2 separate regions of the Macaca fascicularis genome follow, and region 1 is linked to region 2. The links are chromatin contacts, called in public Hi-C maps. All regions are on one chromosome and are shown on one strand. Each heading gives the region's core, a stretch centred on a gene start, on an enhancer-like site or on the middle of the called end of the contact. The rest is flanking DNA. Distances are from core to core; before and after follow the strand shown.

Region 1 (7,224 bases), core at 3,670-6,169, 260 kb before region 2:
TAGTCCCAGCTACTTGGGAGGCTGCGGCAGAATAATGGATTGAACCCTGGAGGCGGAGGTTGCAGTGGGCTGAGGTCACTGCACTCCACCCTGGGTGACAGAGTGAGACTCCATCTCAAAAAAAAGTGTTTTGGTGCTCTCTGTAAAATGGTAGTTAAAAAGAAAGTAGCCTTTCTCTGTCTTTCACATCCTCCTGTTAGCTCATCCTCCTGCTGTAGGTGCCTGAGATCCTTAAGGGCTGAAACCTCTCAAATAGAACTAGTGAGTACTGCTGGTCAGGTTTGAAACAGACCATGCCATTTCCTAGAGTTGGGGTTTTACACTGAAGGTAAAGCGCCCTTCACTCACAGTAAGTGCAGATAGTTACTTCTCAAACAAGGAAAACATAATAGAGTGAGCAGGAAATGCAGAGCTGTTGTCTTTGATTTTGGGGGACGGGAGGAAAAGGAGACTAGGTCTGGCCTAAATTTAACAGGCTTAATGCTTGAATGCTTAATGCTGCAGAATGCAAGAGCTAGCTAACGAAGAGGAAAACATTCCCTTCACATAATCCCAATATCTTGTTTATTTTTATTTTATTTTTGAGCTGGAGTTTTGCTCGTCACCCAGGCTAGAGTGCAATGGCGTGATCTTGGCTCACTGCAACCTCTGCCTCCCGGGTTCAAGTGATTCTCCTGTCTCAGCCTCCTGAGTATCTGGGATTACAGGCACCTGACATCACGCCCAGCTAATTTTGTATTTTTAGTACAGACGGGGTTTCACCAAGTTGGCCAGGCTGGTCTCAAACTCCTGATGTCAGGTGAGGTGCCTGCCTTGGCCTCCGGTAGTGCTGGGATTACAGGCGTGAGCCACAGTGCCTGGCCCTGTTTATTTTTTTTTAAGCAGAAAACTTTGAATCCACATAATTACACCTGTCCTATTTGTGTGTATCGTATTTCTTCTATTTTTTTTTTTAGCCAGAGTCTCACTCTGTTGCCCAGCCTGGAGTGCAGTGGCACAATCTCAGTTCACTGAAACCTCCACCTTCCAGATTCAAGCAATTCTCCTGCCTCAGCCTCCCAAGTAGTTGGGACTACAGGCACACGCTGCCATGCTTGGCTAATTTTTTGTATTTTTAGTAGAGATGGGGATTCACCGTGTTGCCTAGGCTGGTGTTGAACTCCTGAACTCACGTGATCTGCCTGCCTCAGCCTCCCAAAGTGCTGGAAGTGTGAGCAACTGCACCCAGCCTCATATCTGTTCTGTTTATGGCATCTGACAGGAACTTTATAATTTATCAACCATACTATTAAAACAGAAACACATTGAAAAAGCAGCAACACCACCACTGTATATTTTCTTCTAAAAGTCTCAAAGCCTGTATTTCTATTAATGATGCCTTGTGTTTGTTTAGGACTTAAAGATACCGAAACCAAAGCACTTTCTTCTTCTATTTTTTATTTTTTTTGAGACAGGGTCTCCCTCTGTCACCTAAGTGGAGTGCAGTGGAGTAAAAATGGCTCAGTGCAGCCTTGTCCTCCTGGGCTCAAGCAAGCTTCTTCGCCTCAGCCTCCCCAGTAGCTAAGGCCACAGGTGTGTACCACCATACCTGGCTAGTTTTTAATTTTCTGTAGAGATGGGGTCTTGCCATGTTGCCCAGGCAGGTCTTGAACTCATGGGCTCAAGCAATCCTCCTGCCTTAGCCTCCCAAAGTGATGGGATTACAGGTGTGAGCCACCACGTCCAGCTGCAAAGCACTTTCAGATACATTATTGTATTTAATACAAATAAAGAAAATAAGAGATGCACATTTCCTGATTATCTCAGGAAGACCTATCTTGGAAGACCATTAGGTTTTCAATTTTTGAAACTAAATTATCCTTTCTACACCTTGTTTCGTTACCTTTCATAGTATCTCCAGATCTTTTTCCAGTTCCTTAGGCAATGTTAGCTCCTTTTCCTTAACTTTTTCTGTTTTAAATTTTATTTATTTATTTTTTTGAGGCAGAGTCTCACTCTGTTGCCCAGGTTGGAGTACAGTGGCACGATCCTGGGTCACTACAACCTTTGCCTCCCGGGTTCCAGCGATTCTCCTGTCTCAGCCTCCCAAGTAGCTGGGATTATAGGCACCAGCCACCACGCCCAGCTAATTTTTGTATTTTTAGTAGAGACAGGATTTCACCATGTTGGCCAGGCTGGTCTCCAACTCCTGACCTCAAGTGATCCGCCTGCCTCGGCCTCCCAAAGTGCTGGGAGTATAAGCATGAGCCACGACGCACGGCCAACTTTCTCTTTTTAAAAAGACTAGTCAAGTACAGTAGAGAAGAGGGAAAGAGTAGAACAAGAAGCTTGATCTGTGACTGTGAACAATTAAGATAACTCACTACTAGGCTGGGCGCGGTGGCTCACGCCTGTAATCCCAGCACTTTGGGAGGCCAAGGCGAGCGGATCACGAGGTCAGGAGATCGAGACCATCCTAGCTAACATGGTGAAACCCTGTCTCTACTAAAAATACAAAATAAATAAATAAATAAATAACCGGGCGTGGTGGTGGGCGCCTGTAGTCTCAGCTACTAGGGAGGCTGAGGCAGGAGAATGACGTGAACCTGGGGGGTGGAGCTTGCAGTGAGCGGAGAGTGCGCCACTGGACTCCAGCCTGGGCGAGAGAACGAGACATCGTCTCACCAAAAAAAAAAAGGTAACTCATATTCTGTATTTGACCACTCCTCTCATTTTTTCTTTTGTCCCAAAAAGGTCTTACTGCCGAGGAGTGCGAGCTCTGTGGCCAATAGACCTGCATTCAATGTCTCAATGCCACAATTTACTTACTGGGCAACTTTGGCTCTATTTCCTCATCTGTAAAATGGAGATACTACTACCTAGAGTGAGAACAAAATCATACATGTTGCCATAAATGTAAAGTACTTAGTGCTCACTAAATGGGAGCATGTCAGATCTCTCAACTACAAGGCTGAGGAACTTCAGAATGACATACCACATACGCTGTGATCTTATGACACAAACCCAGTCTGGGATCTGATTATTTCATGGGCCTTTGTTTTAGAGCTTAGGGTGAAAAGGCATCTAGAACAGTGGCTTGTAAATTATTTTACTTGGTATGGTCCAATTTAAGAAGTACTTGATAAGCCATGACATTACTGAAAACATGTTATTTGGTGGGGTCATAATTCTCGTCTATGAAATCAGGTACTAAGGAGATCACTGTGATGCCAAAAATATAGCCTGACTTCCCAGCAGGCTCGCACTGAAAGATAAAACCATCTTCAATGAAGCAAGTCCTGGTTTAAACATAAAATATATTTTGGAATTATGTAATATAATTTAAAAAATCACGAAAAACAGGATAATATCAAATTTACCCTTTAAAAATTGCCAGGCGTGGTGCCTCATGCCTGTAATCCCAGCACTTTGGGTGGCCGAGGCAGGAGGATGACCTGAGGTCAGGTGTTCGAGACCAGCCTGGCCAATACGGCAAAACCCCGTCTGTACTAAAAATACAAAAAATTAGCTGGATGTGGTGGCGGGCACCGGTATTCCCAGCTACTCCGGAGGCTGAAGCAGAAGAATCGCTTGAACCCGGGAGGCAGAGGTTAAAGTGAGCCAAGATCACGCCATTGCCCTCCAGCCTGGGTGACAGACTGAGACCCTGTCCCTACCCCCCCTAAAAAAATAAAAAAAAGTAAAAAATAAAAATTGGTAGGTATACTTAGGAAGCTCAAATGAGATGGAAGGCCTCCTGGCAAATCTGTCATTCCAAGGGCAAATCCATCTCCTGGGTCGTGGAGGCCTAAGTGATAGTGCCAGGGAAGTTCCTTTACTGTGAGCCAGAACTCCTGGAGGGAAATCGAGGAGCTGGAAGGACCTTAAAGGTTAACTAGGCTGAAGAATGTGGCCTGCACAGTGCGCATGAAATGGGCTGGGGACCCACGGGAAGGAGAGCGGGTTCCCTTAGGTCCTTCAAAAGTAGGGCAGGGTGGCTGGCGCCTGTGATCCCAGCACTTTGGGAGGCCGAGGAAGGAGGATTGCTTGAGGCCAGGAGTTCAAGAACAGCCTGGGCAACATGGTGAGACCCCCCCCCCCCCCCACACGTCTATTTAAAAAAACAAATATCTCCGCAGAAGCCTAGCGAGGGAAGTGCTGACCCCTACTACGTGCCAGGCCTGAAACAGCACCTGATGCGTGCTCACAGCTCCACTCAGCTAAGTACATGAGGATCCTTCCGTTTTGCCTTGGGCCTCCGTGGAACCGTTTTTTCCAGGACGGTAGTCTCTCCTCTCCCCTGCCCTAAGTGCTTGAACTGCCCCAGGGCCGACCCACAGCACCTAGCGTAAACCAGGTCTCGAGAAAACTGAGCTAGGGTGTCAGCGCCGGCCCCACCCCACCGCCAGCGCGGCCTCAGGTAAACTGGCTGCGCCACTCGGGGTCGCAAGACGGGAAAACCCCAGGCGTCCCGGCTCCCAGTCCTCTCTCCGGAGCCCTTGACAGTCGTCGGCAGCCGTAGGGTTACCTGACTTCTCCGCAGACACTTACCTGGTCTCAGGACCCGACTAGTGCCCTCAACGTTCTACAGGAACCCGAATCGCCGCAGCAGAGGACTCGCAATCGCGATCCCTGATCTGCGCACGCGCCGTACTCTGATCGCGGTTTCCCTCATCTACCAGAGGCTCATGTTTACTCACTGCGCATGCGACAAACTGAAGCTTCTTTCCCTCGTGGCAGCGGCTGGCTTCCAGAGAGCCAATCAGAGAAGAGGGTTTCACAGCAACCCCACTCCCTTGTCACACCCCCGGGGTTGGACATCTCTGGTTGGAGCTGCGCGAGGGGGAAGGGCGAGGTGGACGCGCGCACCTCCTTTGGCTGTCTCCGCCTCCTTCCGGGCAGCCAATCACCGGCGAGACGCCGGGCGCGCGCGCGCGCTCTCTCGAGTAACGGTCGCGAGAGGCCCCTCTCCTGACCCTGACATCGGCAGCGGGAGCGGCGGCCAGGTAAGCGGCCGCCAGCCTGCAGGGAGCTGTAGGCCGCTGGGGACAGGGGACGAGACTTAGGAGACACCGTCTTAGCGGCCCCCTGAGTGTGGTGATGGGCTGGGGTGTGAGGAGACGGTGGCCGATGAACTTGACCCCACCGCAGCCCTTCGCGGTGTGGGCGCTCTGCCCGGCCGCGGTGCGCCTTTTCTAGACCCGGCGCCCTTGAGTGACACTCGCGCGGCCCAATAGCGGAGCGCCCTTCCCGAGGGGCGGGGGATTTGTGGTTTTATTTATTTATTTATTTATTTTTTTCCTCCCGTTTTTTGCCAAGGTGTCCCGGCTTCCTTTTGGGATCGCGGTTGTAGTTGAAGGAGCGGTGGCTTTTCTCCGTCCTCCCTGCTTTCCGTAGCTTAGGCGACTGCATGAATTCTCCCTCTCCTTCCCACAATGGCCACCAGCCATTGCGGGCTGGCTGTGAGCCCCAGAATGTCAGGATCTGGTCTCATCCCTATCTGAAATCTCTTTCTCTCCCCCAAGCCTCCAGGCAAGGCGGAGCGCCCAGTTAACTTTCATGTTTCATAACCGCCAATCGTTCCTTTTGCCCAGCTCCCTTTTTTTGCTAGGGGGTGGGGACACCAAAAGCGTCATATCTTGTTGCTGAGAAATGTAAAAGCTCTGCTCTTATATTCATTCTGTATCAAAATAAAAATTTTTTTTTTGCATTGTATATGTGGGTGTTTAAGGATTTTTCCCTCTTACTTCCCTGCCCTCCCCATAGCACCTCCACTCCAATAGAGAAGCATCCTTGAATTTGTAGTGGTTTTCCATCTGGATCTGCATCCGGATCCGGATTACCTCAGCAGGGGAAATAATAGATGGGGTTGCAGGTCCATCTCCCTGGAGAGCTTGTGTTTTCGTGGCATAACAGCACGGAGATTGGAATCCAGGTATTTCTGTTGCCAGTTGGAAGGGGCAGTCCTTGACTGTTTCAGTGCCCCATTTGTCGTGGGTGATGGGCTGAGCCACTGGGGAAAAGTCAATTTAGTTAGGTCCGGTTACCCTTTGCATTCACTCCTGTCCCTGAAGGAAATGGTCCCTGTTTTTGTGTAATGCTTTATAGAAGCAGGACCTAAAAGTGGGAATCTAGCGGAAGCGGAATACTAGACAGTATTCCTGTTGCACTCTCTAAGCTTTTCAGTTTGTGAGCAGCTGAGTTTTTTTTCCCTTTATTTCTCCTTTTTCTTCTTGCCCCCTTGCTCTTTTATAAATGCATGAATTCCCCAGGAAGGAGGCATCTTGTTTGACCTGTTACAGCCAATTTGCCATTGTATATACCCAGCTTCAGTGAAATTTTAGTTGGCCTGGCAAATAATTTTTTTATTTAGTATTTTTATTTTTATTTTTTAGGAGATGGAGTCTTGCTCTGTTGCCCAAGCTGGAATGCAGTGGCAGGATCATAGCTCACTGCAGCCTTGAACTCCTGGGCTCAAGTGATCCTCCCACCTCAGCCTCCAGAGTAGCTGGGACATGCTCCCAGTAGCAGCAGGCAGGCTCCAGTGTGTCCAGCTGGTTTATTTTCTAAGAATAGCTGCACAGAGACAAAAGACCATATATATAGTTCAAAATGTACCTCCACACAATGGGGAAGCTATGGTTGTTAACAGTTTAATTGGCTCTTTTTAAAACAAATATTAAGTAGTTCAGTTCTTCTAGTCTCTGTATAAGTCAACAAACATATATACTTGGTAGAATTTATTAAACAAATGAATAAGGCATGCAAGTATTCCAATTGTTACATAATAGAATTGTATCTAGAACCTTCATTGTAAAGCCTGGCAAAATGGTTTGCACTGTAATCCCCCCTGCTCGGAAGGCTGAGCGCTTGAGGCCAGGAGTTGTAGACCAGCCTGGGCAATGTAGCAAGATGCTGTCTCTAAAAAACAGAACGTTGATTATGAAACATATAAAAATCTGAAATATTACCTGAAAAAGGTGATGCTACTTTTGCAAATAATCCTTGATGTAGATTTTTAATTGAGATACATAATACATAATTCATATACCATAAAATTCAGCCTTTTAAAAGTGTACAATTCAGTGGTTTTTAGTTCACAAGGTTGTCCAGCCATCATCACTAATTCCAGAATTTTTTATCACCCCAAAGGAAACTCCATACCAACTGCACTCACTCACATTCTCTCCTTCCTCCAGCTCCTGGCAGCCATTTGTCTATAAATTTGCCAATTCAAGATATTTC
Region 2 (7,172 bases), core at 3,669-6,168:
CGACAAACCTGAACTAAGGCAGCCTGTTTGCCCAGAGGATGACCCAGAAGCTGGCACAGCCTCGAGCCAAGAAATGCGGTAGGCTGCGGGGAGTTTATTTCTGCCCCCAGCCCAAGGCGACAGAGCCCTCACCTGCCCTGCCACCCCCACACTGGGCCCAAGCAGCCTCAGGTGAGCGCACACACATCCACCGCGGTCGGCTCCTCTCGGGTGAAGCCATCACTGAAGCCCTCATCATCCACCAGGTCGGGCTCACAGCGGCACATGGGACAGAGGCGGTTGCGCACGGCAGAGGCTCGGAGCCAGACGACCAGGTTCCAACGCTCACCAGTGCCCAAGGGCCGGGCCCCATGTAGCTGGCCGCCACGGTGGAGAACACCCTGGCCCACCACGTGCTCCACCTCCAGGGGCTCCGTCAGGGCTGTGGGTGCCTGCAGATGGCACGGCTCAGGCCTGGGCACTCACAGCTGCCCCAGGTCCTGCCGCATGGGTCACACACTCACCTGGAAGAGGCCCCCAAAATACAGGGCGCCCCCTGTGAAGACCTTGCCCAAGGCCACATTGAGGGTGAGCTCGGCATTATCATAGTGGCAGCCCAGCTCGAGGTCCTGGCCCAGTGCGTATTTGACCACAAAGGCCCGGTGGCTGTCGAGCCGGCCCCCGCCACAGTCAGGGTACAGCAGGGCCATCAGTGGCTGCAGAAAGCGCTCCCGCAGTGGTGTCATCAGCGGCTCGTCCAGTCCGAGCTCGTGCAGTAGCACCTGGGAGGGGATTCCTGGGGTCAGCAAGGAAACTAGGGGGCTGCAACCCTGGGCTTCCACTCCGCCATGATCCCACTGTGACCTTTCGCAGCCCGGGCAGGCAGCCCATCTGCAGCACCTCCAACACTGCCTCCTGACCTCAGCCACCCCCTCCTCTGCCACTGGCCAGGCCTCACCCACCCCGTAGTTGTTCATGGTGTTGGGCCTCCCCTTAGGCATGTCCGACTGCTCGAAGTGCTCCAGCTCTTCCAGCAGGGCCTGGCAGAAGGGTGCTGTGAACACAGGCACCCGGTAGATGCGCTTCTCCCCTGTGGAAGGAGGGATGGTCTGTTGGCCTGAATGTGGCTGTGGGCCGGCCAAGCCTGGGCTTCAGTCTTCCCGTGAACCATGTGAGTCTGGGCGTGTCTGTTCACTCCCCCAAGCCTCAGTTTCATCACCTGTGCCATGGGGATAAGGCCCTCGCTTTTCAGGGCTGTTGTGATGACTGAAGTAACATGAGGAGCAGGGGAGGCTGATTCCCATGCCCCCCTACTTATGCCCGGAACCATTCCCCAGACTCCACAAGTGTCCACAGGGCTGGCCCTGGGAGCTCCCATATGGGTCCTGAGGCCCATAGAGGGAAAGGAAGTAGCCCAGCGACACCCGGCAGGCCAGTGACGACCAAGCTGGGATCACAGAGCCAACTTCAGGCTCTCTGCACCTCCTTTCACCTGATGAGCCACCGAGGTCTGTACCCCAACTCAGAAGTGGCTCTGGGAGCCTCTGTCCCCCAGCAGGAAGGCCAGGAGAGGCTGTTCTTTCTTGCTGGGTCCTGGAGGGGGAAGAAGCCAGGCTGAGAATGGAAACCTAAACATTTCTTGGCAGATGCACCAGTGCCCAGGGGTGCAGGGCTAGTGTGCCCCCAATGGGGCCACCTCGCAGCCTGGGCCCTGCCCCAGCCAACAGCCTCAGCACAATCTCAGCTGCCGGGGAGTGGAAGGCAATGAGGAGAGCACCCCCAGGCTGGGAGGAGGGGAGTTCCTTCCACCCATGCCCCCTAACAAAGCACAGCCTCCATGAGGGGAAACATATCTGTCTCCCACAGGAGCCCCTAGCCCAGGCTATCAGTGCCAGTAAGAGGAAACACTTTCCAAACACTAGGTACGGGCCTGTGTCAGGCACTCTATGTAGATTAACTCACTTGATCATCACGGTGCCTTAAGAGAGGGGGTTACTGTTGCTCCCATTTTACAGATGAGGAAACTGAGTCACAGAGGTTAAACAATACGCAAACCTCCCTTGCCCAGCATTTCCTGCTGGGTTTAGCCAATAAGTAAGCCCAGCAGGAAATCCAAAGGTAAGAGGAGAAATGGGGCATTTTTTGCCCTACTTGGAGTCTGGCATGGCTCCAGGCCTCTGCCCAGAGCCACAACTCCAGGTGGTAACTGCTCCCTCCCGTTGCCAGCCCTGGGGGGCGGGGCTTTGCCATTCCTTACTGGTCCCTTTACCCTGCCCACACCTGTCTCAGTGGTCCCTTTAAGATCTTGGATCGGCCGGGCGCAGTGGCTCAAGCCTGTAATCCCAGCACTTTGGGAGGCCAAGGCGGGCGGATCACGAGGTCAGGAGATCAAGACCATCCTGGCTAACATGGTGAAACCCCGTCTCTACTAAAAAAGACACAAAAACTAGCCGGGCGAGGTGGCGGGCGCCTGTAGTCCCAGCTACTCGGGAGGCTGAGGCGGGAGAATGGCATAAACCCGGGAGGCGGAGCTTGCAGTGAGCTGACATCCGGCCACTGCACTCCAGCCTGGGCGACAGAGCGAGACTCTGTCTCAAAAAAAAAAAAAAGATCTTGGATCAGCCTTGTTTCAGTGTGCCAGCTGTCCCACATTTGACACAAATACCTACTATTTGCTGGATGAGGGCACGAAGGAAGGTGTGAAGGAAGGAATGAAGATACCAGGCTCATGGCAGGTATTGAATGAATGCAGATGTCCTGTTCCTGGCAGGCTGGTCCCACTGACCCTTCCAGCTCCTGCTGCTTTGGTTTTTGGAGGCAGAGATGGTGGCTGGAGGGACCCCAGTATCCCACACCCAGGTTTCCCAGGCTGCCATCCCCTGGTCCTGCCAGGTCTCAGGGCTAGGACCTCACCTGATACCGTCTCCAGCCGCTGGAGAAGGCCCTTGAGGTCTGCGCCCGGGGACACACTGTACTCAGCCGCGGCCAGAAACTCGGGGGCCAGAGCTGCATCCTGGGGGCAGAACACACCAGCTATGGGACAGGCAGCCCCTCAGCCCTGGATGCTGCCTCCTCTTTCCAGTACCGGCCTTCAAGCACTCTGGCTGGCTGGTACCTGCAGTGAGTCATAGACCTCAGGCCGCGCTGGGTGGTAGGAACTCGCGATGAGGGCTTTCCTAGCCGCTGACTCCGGCCCGAGCCGCTGCCGCCGCTCCACCTCCTGCTCCAGCTGGGGTGGCACAAGGCTGTTACCAGGTGGGGCCTCCCATCCTCCTGAGGCCACTGTACAGATGAAGAAACTGAAGCCCAGGAACGCCAGACAGGGCCCAGGCTGGAAGCCAAGTCTAGCCTACACTCCTGAATCTATCTGTGTCAATTGCAAGTTCCAGATTGTTAGCTGAAAGGGACTTCTAGAAGGAGACCCATCCTGTTTCAGGCTGCCCAACCTGAGCCTAGCTGGGATGAGAACCCCTAGATGTACCTCAACCATCTGGGCCCACACAGGGGAGGGAGACAGTCATGGCCAACTCCTGTGTTCCAGAGGTTGCTGAGGACTCTCCTGGGAAGCTTCCCACCACTGACTCCAGGGGAAGGGGGAGGAGGGGTGGGTCAGCAACCCTGGCAGCAGCCTGCGGGGTATGTGGGAAGGTGTGAGGAGCCCAGGGGTCTGGAAGCCACGGCTAGGATCGCATCCGCTCCTGCTGTAAAAGCTTGGGCAAGTGGCCGGGGGCGGTGGCTCACGCCTGTAATCCCAGCACTTTGGGAGGCCGAGGAGGGTGGATCACGAGGTCAGGAGATCGAGACCATCCTGGCTAACATGGTGAAACTCTGTCTCTATTAAAAAATACAAAAAATTAGCCGGGCTTGGTGGCGGGCACCTGTAGTCCCCACTACTCGGGAGCCTGAGGCAGGAGAATGGCGTGAACCCGGGAGGCGGAGTTTGCAGTGAACCGAGATCGCGCCACTGCACTCCAGCCTGGGCGACAGAGCAAGACTCCATGTCAAAAAAAAAAAGCTTGGGCAAGTGATCCTTCTTTAAGCCTCAGCTTCTCAATCCAAAATGAGGGTGGTGCTTGTGCTTATCTCGCAGAGGTGTTAAGAACGGCATGACTAGGCAACTCAGCATTTCCCCTTCTCTCTCCTGGTGCCAAGACCCAGGTGTGGAGGGATGAGTGGGGGGCAGGAAGGAGGAAAGTGAGGGCCTAAGTGATCCTTCAGGGATCAGGGACTGAGGCTAGGGGACCCCTCAAGCTGCGGACACAAATCTAACAAGGAGGAGCTGTGCAGGGGCAGGGGACTGGTACCTCTGCTAACAGCTGCTGGAAGTCCTTGGCGCTAACACAGCCTCGGCTGCGCAGGATCTGGGAGCAGAAAGAACACTGAGCATTACTGTACGCCCTTAGGAAGTCCCTTCACTAAGCCTCAGTTTCCCCTGCTTAAAATGGGGAGAGGAGCCCCAACCTCAAAGGATCATGGAGAGGATGAACTCCGGAACCTTGTCAAGCTGACGGCAGGGCTCCGGGCTGGTGTTGCTATAAGGTGGCAAGCTGAGCCCGGCCCTGTCCTAAGCCCTCTACATGCGTGTTCATTCCTTCCTCACAACCTCACAGAGAGATACTATTACCCCTTTACGGTGAGAAAACTGAGGTACAGAGAGGCCGTCATTCTTGTATTTAAGGATGCGGTGCGCGCCGAAGGGAAGCAAACGACCTTGGGGACGAACTTCCCTCCGCCACTGCCCCTCTCTGCCCACTGCTCCGTAGGGACAACAGCGGCCACTCACCGGGCCGTAGTCCCGGAGCAGCTGCTGCTCGCCTCGGAAGCGCACGTGCAGCCCATAGCGCGCCACGTACAAGTTATCCGTGTAGAAGCAGGCGCAGCGGCAGAAGCGCCGCGGAGCCGCCACCGTCGCCATAGTGAAGCGCCCACGGCCCTGCCCGCTTCCGCAGGGGCACTTCCGGGTACGCCCCAACCGCGGGAGGTGCGGAACCAGCGGCCAAGGGGCCGCTGTAAGTTCCCAAGGGCGGAAAAGGACGAAGATGCACCTCGCCAGGAAACGGTCTGCGGAGAAAGATGCTCCTGGGACGGGTTGGGACCGGCGGCCCCCTCGTTCCGCCTCTCAGTTTTCCCACCACGAGGCAGGGACTAATGGCTCCACTTTACAGACAGCTGAACTGGGTCGCGCGTTCACAGGACGGGGAGAGGGAGGGACTCGGAGCCCCAAGGCCTTTGACTTAAACGTCGGCCCCTCTTCTGCTCGGAGCCTGTGGAGAACCGGCCGAGCCCACGGGGAAGGCTGAGGACAGTTTAAAGAGCTCGGAGGTCCTACTAGTTCCCGCCGCTGCTTCAATCATCCAGACCTGTGCGTTTGAGTTTGGATTTAGCATCTACCCCGGGTCCCTGCCTGGCGCTTCCGGTCCCTCCGCCACAGTCTCTTGGAGTACCTCAGATTGCTCCAGTGAGTGTCTCCGCTAAAACGTTCCGCCTCGCGTTACTTCCGGTGGCGTTCCCAATGGACGCGGGAGGGCGGGGTCAGATGTGGGATGGCGACGGGGCGTGGTCTCACCGCGGCCAACAAATGACAAGTCCTGCAGACCGAGCCTCTTCCGTCCTCGCACCTTTGCTCAGTGATCTGCCAGCATTAAACCTTTGAGCTAGGTACTATTACATCGCCGTGTTACAGATGGGGAAACTGAGACCCAGAGAGGCACAGGGACCCACCGCAGGTCACACATCCAGTAAGGGACAAATATGGCGTTTGAACCCAACAGCCTGCCCTCTGAGTTCCCCAGTTCACCACCACAGGGCTTCTGGGAGTGGTGGGAGTATGTGGGATTTGGGGTTTTCTCGTGCAGAGCTGCCCGGCCCGAGAAGGTGTTTAAAGTTTTACAGTCGTCTTGATTGCCCAGTGATAGCGAGAGGCCCTGCTATCTAGGAAAGGTTCCATTTCTCCTGCTCAGTGGTCATTACCCGCCTAACTGCCCTTTTTCCCCCAGGAGGCCCAGAGCAGGTCGGCTCCCCAGCCAGCCACCAGGCAGGCCTGGCACATGCAGTACCCCACCCCATCCTCATCCCCTCTCCCTTTGCAGCAGTTTGCAAGATGAGCGTGTACTATGTATCAGTTTATTTATTTACTTATTTATTTTTTGAGATGGAATTTCACCCAGGCTGTAGTGCAGTAGCGCTATCTCGGCTCACTGCAACCTCTGCCTCCCGGATTCAAGCAATTTTCCTGCCTCAGCCTCGCCGAGTAGCTGGGATTATAGGCACGCGCCACCACGCCCAGCTATTTTTTTTGTTTTTTGTTTGTTTGTTTGTTTGTTTTGAGACGGAGTCTTACTCTGTCACCCTGGCTGGAGTGCAGTGGCGCGATCTCGGCTCACTGCCAGCTCCGCCTCCCGGGTTCACACCATTCTCCTGCCTCAGCCTCCTGAGTAGCTGGGACTACAGGCGCCCCCCACCACGCCCGGCTAATTTTTTTTTTTTTTTTTTTTTTGTATTTTTAGTAGAGACAGGGTTTCACCGTGTTAGCCAGGATGGTCTCAATCTCCTGACCTCGTGATCCAGCCGCCTCGGCCTCGGCCTCCCAAAGTTCTTGTATTTTAGTAGAAACGAGATTTCGCCATGTTGGCCAGGCTGGTCTGGAACTGAGACCACAGCGCCCGGCCTGCTAATCAGTTTAGATTGGCCCTCTCCATGGACCCCCTCCCCCTTCCAGACACTCTGGGCTCAGTCACCACAGGGAGCAGCAGCGAGAATATTTACCAGAAAGTACTGAATCAACGTGTGCTGCCAGCCAGCACTGACATCTTTGCTGACTGCTTAAGGTATTATTATCCCCATTTTACAGATAAGGAAACTGAGGCTCAGTGGTATAGGAACCTATCTAGAGTCATAAACCTAGTGAATAGCAGAACCAGAATTAGAACGCTCTGGAATTAGAGTATTCTGATTCCAGAGTGGCACGTATATGTGTATGTGAATGTATGTACATGCATGTGTAATCAAATGTATATGTTTGTATATGTGTATATATACACATACTTTAAAAATTGACACAGAGGCCGGGTGCGGTGGCTCAAGCCTGTAATCCCAGCACTTCGGGAGGCCGAGACGGGCGGATCACGAGGTCAGGAGATCGAGACCATCCTGGCTAACACGGTGAAACCCCGTCTCTACTAAAAATACAAAAA

What was found. Hi-C and Micro-C count contacts between places; a contact is called where the count stands out from the background.
Region 1: a contact with region 2 is called in a Hi-C map of liver, with 4 times the contacts expected there. The contact joins the promoter of MPHOSPH9 here to the promoter of OGFOD2 in region 2. A contact is called at or near these places in 2 of 2 Hi-C or Micro-C datasets (liver and skeletal muscle).

Annotation. Positions count from the first base shown.
Region 1 is chr11:130,358,616-130,365,839 of T2T-MFA8v1.1, reverse strand. MPHOSPH9 (M-phase phosphoprotein 9) reads left to right here and starts at 4,919. Exons shown (of 23, transcript XM_065525278.2): 1 at 4,919-4,985. MTRFR (mitochondrial translation release factor in rescue) reads right to left here and starts at 5,147. Exons shown (of 3, transcript XM_045366739.3): 1 at 4,680-5,147.
Region 2 is chr11:130,094,751-130,101,922 of T2T-MFA8v1.1, reverse strand. It overlaps OGFOD2 (2-oxoglutarate and iron dependent oxygenase domain containing 2), which reads right to left and starts at 4,918. Exons shown (of 7, transcript XM_074008302.1): 1 at 4,763-4,918; 2 at 4,284-4,340; 3 at 3,095-3,261; 4 at 2,893-2,992; 5 at 942-1,069; 6 at 504-761; 7 at 1-431. The coding sequence starts at 980. The coding sequence ends at 168.